2 separate regions of the Macaca mulatta genome follow, and region 1 is linked to region 2. Evidence: chromatin contacts called from public Hi-C data. All regions are on one chromosome and are shown on one strand. The core of a region is the stretch at or near the end of the contact, and the rest is flanking DNA. Distances in the headings are between cores, read along the strand shown.

Region 1 (6,877 bases), core at 1,108-3,607, 130 kb before region 2:
TTCTCTTGCCAAGATTACCAACAACCTCCTAGACCTTCAATTCAGTAGCTTCTTTTCATTCCAAATCCTCTGGGACTGCTCTGCAGCACTCTCTTGAAATGATCCTCTATCCTGCATGGATCACGGATCACCCACTCTCTCTCTCTCTCTCTCTCTCTCACACACACACACACACACACACACACACACGCACACACTTTAGTTGATCTGTTTGCATATCTCTGTTTTTCTCCATTCCTTTATAAGCTCCTATGTGTTATTCATTTGCATCTCTAGTAAACAGCATAGTGCCTGGCACACAACGGAACTTTGTAACTATGAATGTTACATGATTAAAACTCTCTGGGCTTCCAGGCCATCTCTTTCTTCATCTCCTTTTTCTCTTAACTGCTTGTTCTTATGCACCTTCACAACCTCCTCTTTGTCTACCCTTTAAATATTCTTCAGAGGAACTCATCCTTATCCACCTTTTGGGCTTCAGCTATCAGTGATTACCTCAATTTCCAAACGTATATTTTCAATTCCCAATGCATTTTTATGAGCTAAGGCTGCCTCTCTCTCTCTACATGTACTGCAAGCAAATCCCATAAAGACTCATTATCTCTTCCATTCCCAACCTGCCCTCCTCCTGCTTTCAATTTCAGTCAATGAAATTAACATTCATCCAGTGCTCTAAATGACAAACCTCAAAGTCCCCTAATGCATCTCACTGTCTTTGCCCCCTGTCCTGCAGGGTAAGAAGCTTTACCCATTACCAATCCCCACCCCCGAACCTGCCTCTGAGTCTTTTTGCCTCTGAGTCTTTATTTTTTTATTTCTTTCTCCTGGAACACCTTACCCCACTTTGTCCCAAATCATTTTCATCCTTTGAAATTCAAAAAACTGATTAATTTCAATCAATTGTTTCTCTGAGTTCTACATAACTTGGTGCTAGGTTTTGTTTTTTTAATGACCTGTCTAAACATATCTTCCTCACTAGATTGTAAAATTCTTGAGGGCAGTTACTGGCTTTTGGTTATTGGGTCTAGCCTTTAGGCAATTTTTAAAATTTTTAATATGAATGAAGGAGTAAATGAGTAAACTGAGAAAGAAAATCTTTTCAATTAAACCCTTTCAGAGATTACTGTGACAGAATCTTAGTGAAAATGACAATAACTCAGTTTAAAAACATGAACATCACGTAACCAACTTTACAACATTCATTGTAACAATATATGCATGATTATAGAAGGCAGGTAATTGTTATTCATCTAGGGAGGTTTTTTGGGGGGTGTGTGTGTGTGTGTGTGTGTGTGTGTTTTAAGCCTGCCCTGATAATTTTGTTTTGTGTTTAAGACCGGGTCTCGTTCTGCTGCCCAAGCTAGAGTGCAGTGGTGCGATATTGGATGACTGCAAGCTCCGCTTCCCGGCTCAGGCTAACCTCCGTCCTCAGCCTCCCGAGTAGCTGGGACTACAGGCGCGCGACATCACGCCAGGTTCCCTGCAGAATTTGATTTTAAGCATTTCAGTTCTCAGTATAGACAGACAAATTTTTAAAGGGAAAGTATTATTTTAACTGCTTCTTTGCTCTTTTATCTTTTGTCCTGGGTGACAGGAACTAGCTAAGCTATACCCGAAAGAAAGTGCCTGCAGCAGTATGGTGCCTGGGCACTTGATAGGCCCTCAATACATCATTTTCCCTTTTCTTACCTTATCTTCCTTTTATATTTGAAGGCTCGTGAATTTAGAGTACCTAAAGGAAATTTTAGTTTTAGGATTTCAATTTGACCAAAACAACGCTGAGATTTTAATTGCCTCTATTAACCCATGACTCTCAACCCCAAAGGAAAGAAACCACTGGAGGGGGTGGGGGAGAAAGGAGGCGGTGCAAAAGCTCAAAAGAAAGCCGGAGAGGAAGCGGTAGAAGGAAGCTTTCTCTCTCGGGTTTGTCTTTTTTTAACCCCAGAAAGGCGTGACGTGCTAACTGCCGTCGCGGGTTAGAGTCCGCGGCCAAGCCCGCGCCCGCCCACAAAGTCCCCGCCCGTCCTCCCGCTTCCGCCCCGCCGTGCGCTGCAGGCCGCGGCCGCTGGGGGCGCCCCCGACCCCCGAGGCGCTGAGGCGGCGGTTCCTCGAGCCTCTCCTCTCCCGACTCCCAGACGGGAGGCGGCGGCGGCGGCGAGCTGCGCACCGAAAGGGCGCTCACCTCTCCGGGCGAGCTGCAGTACGACCGCTCCCCGCGGGCGGTCGGGGTCCGCGCCGCAGCTGCCGCCGCGCTCCGGCCCAGGCTGCCGCGAGAGGCGGCGGCAGCGGCCCCGGCCGCGGCCGGCCTGCGGCGCCCCCCGGCCGCGCCCCCGCGCGCAGCTCGCGGCCCCGGCCATGGGGCTGGGCGGATCCAGGGCTCGGCCAAGCTGAGGCGGCGGCGCCCGGCCGTGCGCCCAGCTTGCAGGCGCCTGGCTCTCACGATGATGAAGAAGAAGAAGTTTAAGTTTAAGGTGGACTTCGAGCTCGAGGAGCTCTCCTCAGTGCCCTTCGTCAATGGGGTCCTCTTCTGCAAGATGCGGCTGCTGGACGGCGGCAGCTTCACCGCCGAGTCCTCCAGGTAACTCGCCTCCCGCGCCTCCTCGCCCGTGTCTGCTTGGCCAGGGCTTGTTGGATAGGCAGCATCTCTCCTTGGCCCATTTGCTCGCCTTTCCCTAGGGACCGCTCTGAAATCAGTCGAATTTATTGATCTGCAAAGTGCTTTGCAAATGGGTTCTTCTCAGCTGGCCTTGGCTCCTGCGCTCCTGACTCCAGATGGTGCCTGGTGTCTGCTCTTCCCTCCCAAATCCTCTAGAAATGGGAGCAATGGCCGGAGAGAGAGGATGCTTCTGGTTTCTCTTAAGACATGTCCATATTTGTGAAATGCAAAGTAGAACTTGAGCTGTTAAAAACAAAAATAACACAAACTGCTGGAGTTCCAAGAGCCCAGCTCTGAACAGAAACCTAGGCTTAGCACAATTCTTTCTCCCTTGTAGGTTACACGGGGACTTGGCCACCCAGTCTGAGACTGGGGTAGGCCTGGCCGGGCTTGACTTGAGTCAAGTGCTCCTGGCAGACGAAACAACAGTCTGTGCCTCATCAGAGAGCGGCGTCTCCAGTTAGACGCTAATGCTGGATGAATTAGTCTTGAAGCGGCCACTAGTGGATCTCCTTGTGGAGAGCTTAGAGCCAGACGGGTAGCCCAGGCCCAGCCCTCATTTTAAAATGAGCCCCTGGGCACTCCCAGAGAGAGGCATTAGCAGGTTACAGAATGAAGCTATTAAATAATAGGTGTGGCATTAATAATAGGTGTGGCAGTGTTTCTTGAGTAATTTCAGAGCTACTCACAGGTTGACAGATGTACCCTAAGGTGCTTTCTTTAAATATGTATATAGAGAGAAAACAATTTTTTTAATGAACTTTGCAGTTCCTGAGATCAAGAAGGGTTAAAAGTTAATGTTTATTTTGCCCATATATACTGGTCTTAGACTTTATTTTTGCCCTAAAAATATTCTACTTAAAAAAAAAATTCAGTCATCCCATTTATAATGTAAAGGAAATAATGTCACTGGATTGTGGAATTGGGGCCAGAAACTTGTCTTCTGGGGCCATATTGAAGGCTATGGAAGCCAGAAAATGTCTAGTTGGCTAAACCAAAGGATATATGAAATTAATAGTTTGCTGAAGACAGTTTTTAAAATTAAACTGTGGTGACACATCAGTAGATATTCAGCTAAGTATTTTAAACACCTGTTAGAGAAGAATGTAACCTATTTTGGTGCAAAAAAAAATATTGGACCGTCTCCTAGTTGTGAAAAAGCCTAAGCCAATTCGTGAAGGTCCTGTTGGTGCAGGTGACAGTCTTGCCCTGAGGCCTAGACTGTTTTTCTGCAGGATCCCACCCCCTATATCAGGCAGTTAGACTGGCGCTCCTGGGCCAGTAGTGACACCTGGTGGTCAGGGCATTTGTCTACCGGGCTTCCTTCCTACCTCAGTTATGTTAATTTGACTTACTTCCCACGAGTCAGTTATTCTTTCGTTGTAGGCAGTCATTTATTCAGCCAATATATGTTGGCTTCTAAATATATTATCCTATTTAATTCTCACAGCAAGTCTATAAGGTAGGGGTCCCATTTTGTAGATAAATAAACTGAGGCTCAGAAAGCGTAACTCACTTTCCTAAGGTCACCTCAGCTGGTAAGTGCGATGCCAGATTCTGATCAGGTCTGTGTAACTTCAAACAGGGTGATGCCAGATAAAGGAGTAAATCGTGTGCCATATATGAAAGTTTCTGAATAGGGAGCTTCCTAATGACTTTAATGAGCAAGAAGTATACTCCGCAAGACTTAGAAATGAAAAAGTTGAGTATCTTGGGTTAAACTCACGCCTTTTTCTTCCAACTAAAATTTGACTTTGATCAATTTGATTTTAAGTAAGATTAGGAATAGTGCTCTGTATAGCCAAACCAAAAAGCCATATAGTGTGAGGGAAATGACTCATAATAAGGAGCCTGTGCCTTTGACATTAGGTAGAGATAGTTGGTGTAAAGCTAAGAGCAAGGGTTTGGAATGTGGTGGGTCTAAGCTTAAACCCCAGTTCCACAATGGTAAACCTGGATGGGTTACTTAGAGTCCCAAAACTTCTGTATGTGGAATGGAAACCATCACTGACATGTGGTGGTGTGAGGATTTAGTGAGATGATGTGCCCAAAACACCTAAACAGTGCTTTAGCATCCAGTTGGCACTTAAAGAGGAGACCAGGGACTTGTCCAAGAAGGTCCAATTGCTTTAGATGTTATATTTGATTCCTTTATCCTAACAACTACAAAATTGTTGGTTTGAGAAGGAGGCCTTATATTACAAGAAAAAAAGAAAGAAAGAAAATCTGAAATATCTAAAGGAAGTGAATTATTTCAAAATCACAGAACTTTTAATTAGTGGGTGCCAGTCAAGGCAGTGCATCTCTAATTGAACGCTAGATTTTAACTTTTTAAAAATTGCTCTATGTGCCTCTTAAAAGTCACGTATAATTAACACTGTAACATTTCTCCTGTGAAAATATGAAATGAGTTACATAGAAAAGAGGTAACATAGCAGGCTCAAGACTACTATTCTTAGAAAGGCCTATGTTCGTGGCTGGCCCTTGGCTGGCATCTGGGAGCTTGAATGGTAAATGGTTCCATACATGATATAAAACTACCTAAATGATAAGAGTGGCTCACTATGCCTAGACTGTACAGAGTGGTTTATGCTAAATTCCGTCTGGAATTTTGGTTCTTGCCAGGCAGCCTGCATGACCGGCCCTAATACGAATTTTAGGTATTGAGTCTCTTGTGAGTTTCCCTGTTAGACAGCACATCACAATTGATTGCTAGGGAGATTAAGTGTGTGATGATTCGACTTTGTATCTTTACATTGTAGTAAATCTTAGCCATGAGTGGGACTGTATGCTGAGGCCTGTGAGTCCTAATGAATCACCAAATTCAGGATTAGTCTTGCAGACTCCCCGATGGATGAACCTATATAAAATAATACTCATCTTGCTACAGAAAAGCCTTAGAGGCACACAGAAAATTACATATATAGATATAGATATAAATAGACCCAAATATATATAGGTCATATACATTTGATATATATATTAATATATTTGGCTTTGTACAACAACTAAACATGCAGATCATTTATTGTTCACCAAATATTAGTTGAGCATTTACCAGGTTTCTATTTATGGCTCTCCATCTGGGATTGTGAGAAGTACAACAAATATGAGGATCCACAAGGGAATTACTTCTAATGAAATTAGATCATAGATGTATAATTGCTTGACAGTAGAAGACAGTGTGACTTAGTGCCCAATGAATGGATCAGACAATATATGAGTGTTGTTGAAATTCTAAAGCAAAAGAGTTTATTTATAACTGTAATGGTTACTAACAACCACATTGGTATTTCAGTGGAGCACGCTGGGAGGATGAATTTGCATTGACAAAGTGAGGGTGGGAGGACAGCTTGAGCAAGTCATTAATAAGAGTTGATGATAGATCAGCCTGATTGCAGAGCGTTCACGTTGGACAGAAGCAGAAGACCAGATTAGAGAAACACTTTGAATACCATTGTAAAGAGTTTCTTTCTACTCTCTTTCTACAAATGAGAGTTGCTTTCAGGGTAAAATTAAACCCAAGATTCTTGAACTGACTTGTGTGATTAAAGTGGTGTTTAACCTGGCTGATAGGCTGATGCTATTTGTATTCAAGGTTGGGTGGGGGGGAAATTAGAGATAGGGAGACAAATTAGGAAGCTATTAAAATAACCCAAGCAGGAGCTAATGAGAACCTGAACTCAAGAGTTGTCTCATGTAAGTGACTGATAAATGATTATATTATGACAGATGCCTTGATGCCACGACAGAAGTAAAGAAGTCAGGAAAATAATTTGTTTTGTTTAAGGGAAATATTGCATATGGTGGTGGAAGATATGGTGGGTTAAGTTGCATGCTTAGCACTCTACATTTGAGGTGACAGTGAGCCTGATGAGTAGTTGGAGGCATTTATTACGGTATGTGGATTTCTTAGATGTTGTCTATTGGAGCCATATAGGACTGCTTACTAAACTTATTTAGAATTTCCTTACATTGTTTTTACCCTTTTAAAGATTATTACTGAAAAAAGGCCAGGCATAGTGGCTCATGCCTGTAAATCCCAGCACTTTCGGAGGCCGAGGTGGGCAGATTCGTTGAGCTCAGGAGTTTGAGACCAGCCTGGACAACATGGTAAAACCCCATTTCTACAAAAAATATACCAAAAAATTAGCTAGATGTGGTGATGGGCACCTGTAGTGCCGGCTACTCAGGAGGCTGAGGTGGGAGGATCACTTGAAC
Region 2 (6,397 bases), core at 662-3,161:
GTCTCAAAAAAAAAAAAAAAAAAAAAAGTCCACACTGTCTAGTCACAAATGTTCACAGCATTTTTAACACTTTGCGTTATTTCTAATTTGGGGCTATTACAAATGAAAATGCTGTGCCCATCAATGATTAGATAAATAAAATTGTGATAAATCAATACAATGGAATACTAATCAGTAATTTAAAAAAAACACAACCTGCTGATACATGCAATAAGGAGGCAAAAAAAGAGAACACTGTGTATTTCATTTATTTAAGATTCAAGAAAATGCAAAATAGTCTCTATTGACAGAAAGTGGTTGCTTCGGTATGAAGTTGGAAAGAGAGATGGATTACAAGGGCACAAGAAAACTTTTGGGAATGACGGAAGATTATTTTTATTGTAGTAATGGTTTAATGGGTATACATATATGTCAAAACTGATCAAACCAAACTTACAGCTTTATATATGTGCAGCGTAGAGGTCTTCAATTACAAGTGAATAAACATTTTTTAAAATGGTGATAAAAATAACATCTTCAGCCTGTTGTAGGGATTCATTGAATATGTTAAGCACTTTATCATAATACCTGGCTCCCTGAGTTTGATGCCACTGACACTTAGATATCAAACTCAACCTCTCTACCAAGCTTTTCATCCAAAGTGACTAGGGGTAAAGACTGTTTAAGACTATACAGAAAGATCATGTATCTGAGGAATTAAAAATAAGCCATACGATTAGGCAATGTGTCACTCAATAAACTCAATAAACTATTATTATCAAGGCAAAATATATATACACAAAAAGTAAGAAATGGGTTCAAAAAAATTTTTTTCTATGGACTTCTAACGTGGTAACTCATGACACAGGGGTTAGGATCTTCAGTTTTCCTTTGGAAGTTAATAAAAACCACTATAGAGAAAAACAAGATTTACTACTAAGAAGGTGAAAACTGCTTCTCCTCTTAGGGTTCTAGTTCTCTTGCAACCTAAAACAAAGGAACTGGACAGGATTACCACTTTTGTACTGTACAGCTCTAAACATTAATCAGTCACTCAATTCATTATTTATTTTTTTCTGTTTCCTTGTATTCTGTCATACAACTGTCTCTTGGTTTACCTACTTTTCTGCTTGTCTTCTCTCTCTCCTCCTGGTTTATTTTCATCCAGATGGGATTTTCCCCAAAGTTTCCATCGTCATTCTTTTCTTCTCCTCTGTGTATGCGCCACTGAAGTTAAGATTGCAACGTTCAAACTCCCCACACATTCACACCCCCATTCCCATTTCACAGTATCTCACCCAATGTTTACCACTCCGAACACATTCCTAGAATCGAAAGATCCAGAGCAGGGAGAAAAGAAAAGGCGCCTACCAGATGCCTGGAACAGTCTACTAAGCGCCACAAGTATATTAGCTTTTTCAGTGCTCTCAACAGCCCAGGCAGATGTTATCTCAATCTTACGGTTGAATAAATTTAAGACCTCTGGCTGGACACTAGAGGCTGGCGAAGGACGTGACCTTTGATCAGAATCTCCCGGAGGAGTGGGGTCCCTGACCATTGTCCCTTCCAGAGAACCTTAAAACAGACGCCAGGAGACCCTCTCGGATACTCTGCAGGAGTCAAGAGTCACGATATTAGCAAGCACATCGCAGCCATGCGAACCCTTTCTGGTTCAGCTCTCGACAAAAGAAATCAAGCCCCCAGTCAAAATACAACAACAACGGATTAAGCCTACCACCCTCTCCCCCGGCCCCCAAATTCTCAGGGGAAATCCCCTAAGAGTCAGGTAGGGAGGTCACTGCAGCGACTTCAGGTGCAGAGAACGCGGGGAACTAGGAAGAGGACGCTCCAGCCCACCTGGGCGTCTCTGATTGGCCGGCAGTTCAGCTTGGAACGCTGGGGTGCGTGGCGTCATATCCGCCGGGTCCGCCATCTTGTTCCCAGGGGCAGTTGGCGGAAGAGATCGATCTCACTTGCCGCCGGCTCCCCTTCTGCGTGGAGTTCTCGCGGACTGGGTTTCGCTGTTTGCTCTCGGCCCGGGGTCCTTTTGTCGGCGCCCTGGGTGCCCTCTCTTGCCCGGCTGGGGCACAGCAAGGCGGCCCCTTCTCCCGACGACGTTCCATGGAGTAGGGTCCCAGACCGTTGTCCCGAAGAGCGAGATCGAGCTTGGCCCCCTCCCCCCCCTCCTTCCTTCCCTCCCTCCTTCCTTCCGCCGCAACATGGCTAACAACAGCCCCGCGCTGACAGGCAACTCGCAGCCGCAGCACCAGGCGGCCGCTGCTGCGGCTCAGCAACAGCAGCAGTGCGGCGGCGGCGGCGCTACCAAGCCGGCGGTCTCGGGCAAGCAGGGCAATGTGCTCCCGCTCTGGGGCAACGAGAAGACCATGAACCTCAACCCCATGATCCTGACCAACATCCTGTCGTCGCCTTACTTCAAAGTACAGCTCTACGAGCTCAAGACCTACCACGAGGTGGTGGACGAGATCTACTTTAAGGTACGAAGCGTGTAGGCCTTGGCTTTGGGGGTAAGTTCGGAAGAGGGGCTATGGAGGAAACGGGCGAAGGCGGCCCCCGAAATCTGAAGATTTGTGGGTGGGGGAAGGTGGTTCGGCGGAGGGGGAGCTGCGGCCTGTAGTCTTCTCTGGGAGGGGTCGGACTGGGGCCGCCCTCTCGTTTCCATTTTAGATTTTTAGAGCCGGGAGAGCCCGCCACTATTGATCTCCTCCCCCAACCTTCTGCCCACCCCTGGGGGGAGTTCGGCAAGAGGGATTGGGGAGAGGAGGAAAGAGTAACAGAAGCCTTTCCAGTTTACAGCTTTAAAATTATTCCTTTTGACGTGGATCTACTGAGCGCCAACTTGTTGGTGCTTCTCCCGCTCACCCCTGGCCAGGGCGTGTAATGACTTCAGTATTGGCCTCGTGTTGTTGGTACTCACTATCCGATCCAGACAGGGAAATGGTCAGTGCGTGTGTGTCGGGTGGGGTTGGGGGGATGAGGGTGGAGAGGTGCCATTTCAAGAGGTGTACAGAAGGCCTGGAAATTTTCCCAGCAGGAAGTCAGGAGTAAGAGGTCTCAGCCACCTGTGCATTGGGCTAATTTAGAATTATCTGGGCCCTGGGCTTCTGCGGCAGGGTCGGTGCTGGCTTGGCTGTGCTGGGGAGCTCACCTGGCGCCTCCTCACTGCACTCTTGTCTCAGTTCTTGTTTCGTTAGCAGGATTGACTCAGTCTTGCAGCGAGGCTCGGAGCAGCCCAGGGTCGCAGGTAGAGGTATGCACTATTAATCATGCTCAATCGCCATAAATGCATTTCCCTGGTTAAATGAACGGCTAATTAGATTTTTTTTTTTTTTTTTTTTTGGCCATTGCTTTTGGTCCTTCACCAATTAGGTAGGCTTTTTCCAGTTCCCTGCAAATTAGGTAGTGTAAAAAATACCTTCCAGGCCTCCAAAGGTTAATTTCTATTTTAAAGAAAATTAATAATAGCCTTAATGGTCTTTAACTATTTTATCCGGGCATCTAATATACAATCCATTTTTGTCTATATTGACTTTTAAAAACTCGACAGACCACACAAAGTGTTTTCTGTCATTTGAACGTATGTGTAGAGATGGTAACAAAAGGACATTCTCTTTCGTTTTGCCCACCTTTTCCCCCAGTTGAGTAATTAGGTTATTGAAGGATTTTGAGAGATTAGTTGCTTTTTATAGAAAACATATCTTGAGGAATACAGTTCAACTTTGGGTTGATAAAGTACACAGATAAATTTGGAATCCTCTTACGAGAGTAGGTCTGATTATAATTTTATGAATTAGTTTTTTTAGCTTTTAAAAGGTAAGACCTTTTTAGTACGGATACAGTATGGTGAATAACATTTAATCCTTAGCTTTATTTATGCAGTAAACTTTAAGCAGTTGAAAATTGGGTTCCTGCTCTTTTTGCGGCAGGTTCTGTTTTCTAACATAGGCAAAATGTTAATGTAATAGAGGAAAGTCTCGTTTTTAAGTTTCAAATGTGTTTTGAAACAAGATTCTACCAGGAATTGTTTTTAAATTCCGTTAAAAAACTAATAGACCCAGCTTTTTACTAATATTATCAGGACTTAAGACGTTCAGATCAAATACTCACTGAAATATGTAAGTTTCCAACGTTGTAATTTTATTTTGTATGCATCCAACCCTGACTTTGGCTAGCTTTTAAGGAATTGAAACATCTTTTACATAGCAGTCTGTGGGGAGTAAAGGAAACGTTAAAGCACTGCGAAATAGTGTAGTGCTTAAACTTAAATGCATGATTTTCTATCTGAAGCCATTATTCAGGACTACAAAATTTACCATGTGCGGGTGGAAATAGAATTTTAGAAATACGTAGTGAAAAAACAGGATTTTTTTTGTATGTTTTTAAAAAAACAAAAATGGGTCTTCCCAAAAGGCCTTTTTGGATTCTATTATAGAGCTAATATTCTTTTGTTGTTGTTGTTGCTATTTTTAGATAAGGAATGGTTTTTGTAAGATGTTCCTTATAGCAAATATGATACTGTATCATCTTTGATGATACTTAGTATATGCCTGTGACTAGTCACACTCAGTTTTTGACACAACTTATATTCTGGGGAATAATTGGATTGGTTCACACATAATTAGGCTGAAGCTTAATTACAACAATGATCTCTGTAAGTGTGGCCTTTGTAATTTTATCTTTAATCAGGAATAAACCTGACCCTGGTGGAAAAAATGTACAAATAAAAAGTTCCATAATTTTGCATCACAAGTAACCTGTTACTGTTTTAGAGATTTTTCCAGTAATTTTCCTTAATTTTATAATGTAGATTTTAAATTACAATAAAATTGAACTACTAAAGGTATTTTCAAGTATTTCAAATTAATGCTTAAACTTCATTAATACTTTTTGCTTTAAATTGGAGACTTAAATCCATTTTTAAAGGAAAATGTTTTAAAAGCAACTCATAAGTTAAAATATTATCAAATATTATCAAAGTTAAAATATTACCAAATAGTTTTTGCAACCAAGGGAGACTATAGAAATTTTCTGACTCCCAGATATAGATATCAGCTCTTTATAAGGCCAGTTTAGTGGGATTTCTCCTCTGCAAAGCTATTAAGGTTTTGTTAAACCCTAGTAGCTTTTGGGTGTTGTTTAAATGTCTAAGCAGTTTTTCCAAAAATGATTTACACACTTAATGTCAGTAAACATATACTTAATGCCAAAATAATTTTGGAAGAGCTGCTCTATTATGGACTTGGGTATACTTTTATCAGGCTTTTAAACAAATTCAAAGTATGAATGTTTGTTGTGTTCCTCTTTTCTATTTTCAGGTCACGCACGTTGAACCATGGGAGAAAGGAAGCAGGAAAACAGCGGGCCAGACAGGGATGTGCGGAGGGGTAAGTAGAAGTACGTGCATTTTTCAGTTTTTCTGTTTCTGATAACTAAGTTTATATTTAGAGAACTAGAGGCCTGTCAATTATATACTTGAGTGACAATTTTTTTAATCTAAATTCAAGTGTTCAGTGAAATAGGGTTAGAAAAGTGTTACTTTTTAATGCTTGTTTCTTAGTTCTGGATTATGGCTTGTTATTAATACCTAACAGGATTAATCAATTGGTGTTAAGAGTCTGTTAATTATTTTACTGCTTTTTCTTAACTCTTGTTTCCCCTAAAGGTTCGAGGTGTTGGAACAGGAGGAATTGTTTCTACAGCATTTTGCCTGTTATACAAATTATTTACCCTGAAGTTAACTCGAAAGCAAGTGATGGGTCTTATAACACACACAGACTCTCCATATATTAGAGCTCTTGGATTTATGTATATAAGGTGAGCGTGCATTTATGTACATTTCCAGGAAATATCTCATTTTAATTCACATATGTTTAATAATAGTCTTTTGTAATTCTAGATATACACAGCCCCCTACAGATCTATGGGACTGGTTTGAATCCTTCCTTGATGATGAAGAGGTATGTCAACAAGGGTAATAATTTGTTTTCTTCTGATTACTCTCATATTTTTATTATCTTTTATTTATTGGTGGTTTAATGTCTTCAAGAATTTCCTGTAGTTAAATTTATTTCAGTCAGATACTTTTGGAATTAATGTCCTTTTACTGAGACCTGATGGCTTTTATATATTTCAGGGTAAATTTCTGAAGTTTTATTTTCTTGTTTTAAAACTGTTTAAATGTGTTTGGTAATTATTGGAAATTTTTCACTTCTTAATTATGTTCTGTGTATTGCATTGATCCTGAATTGTATAGTTAATAGTGATTTTTCAAGATGGGGCATGCTCAAGATCGAGGTGATAATAAAATACATGCACATGGAATACTAATTGTAGCTTTTGTTTCTTCTGGAACATTTCAGTTCTTCACCCTCTAACTTCTTCCATATATCAGTATTCCCAC

What was found. Hi-C and Micro-C count contacts between places; a contact is called where the count stands out from the background.
Region 1: a Hi-C map of fetal cortex germinal zone shows a contact between it and region 2, with 2.2 times the contacts expected there. The contact joins the promoter of EEIG2 here to the promoter of PRPF38B in region 2. A contact is called at or near these places in 2 of 14 Hi-C or Micro-C datasets (blood and fetal cortex germinal zone).

The regions. Positions count from the first base shown.
Region 1 is chr1:131,749,553-131,756,429 of T2T-MMU8v2.0, reverse strand. It overlaps EEIG2 (EEIG family member 2), which reads left to right and starts at 2,357. Exons shown (of 11, transcript NM_001261603.1): 1 at 2,357-2,578. The coding sequence starts at 2,442.
Region 2 is chr1:131,619,509-131,625,905 of T2T-MMU8v2.0, reverse strand. It overlaps PRPF38B (pre-mRNA processing factor 38B), which reads left to right and starts at 1,911. Exons shown (of 6, transcript XM_028830952.2): 1 at 1,911-2,474; 2 at 5,313-5,381; 3 at 5,660-5,811; 4 at 5,894-5,968. The coding sequence starts at 5,957.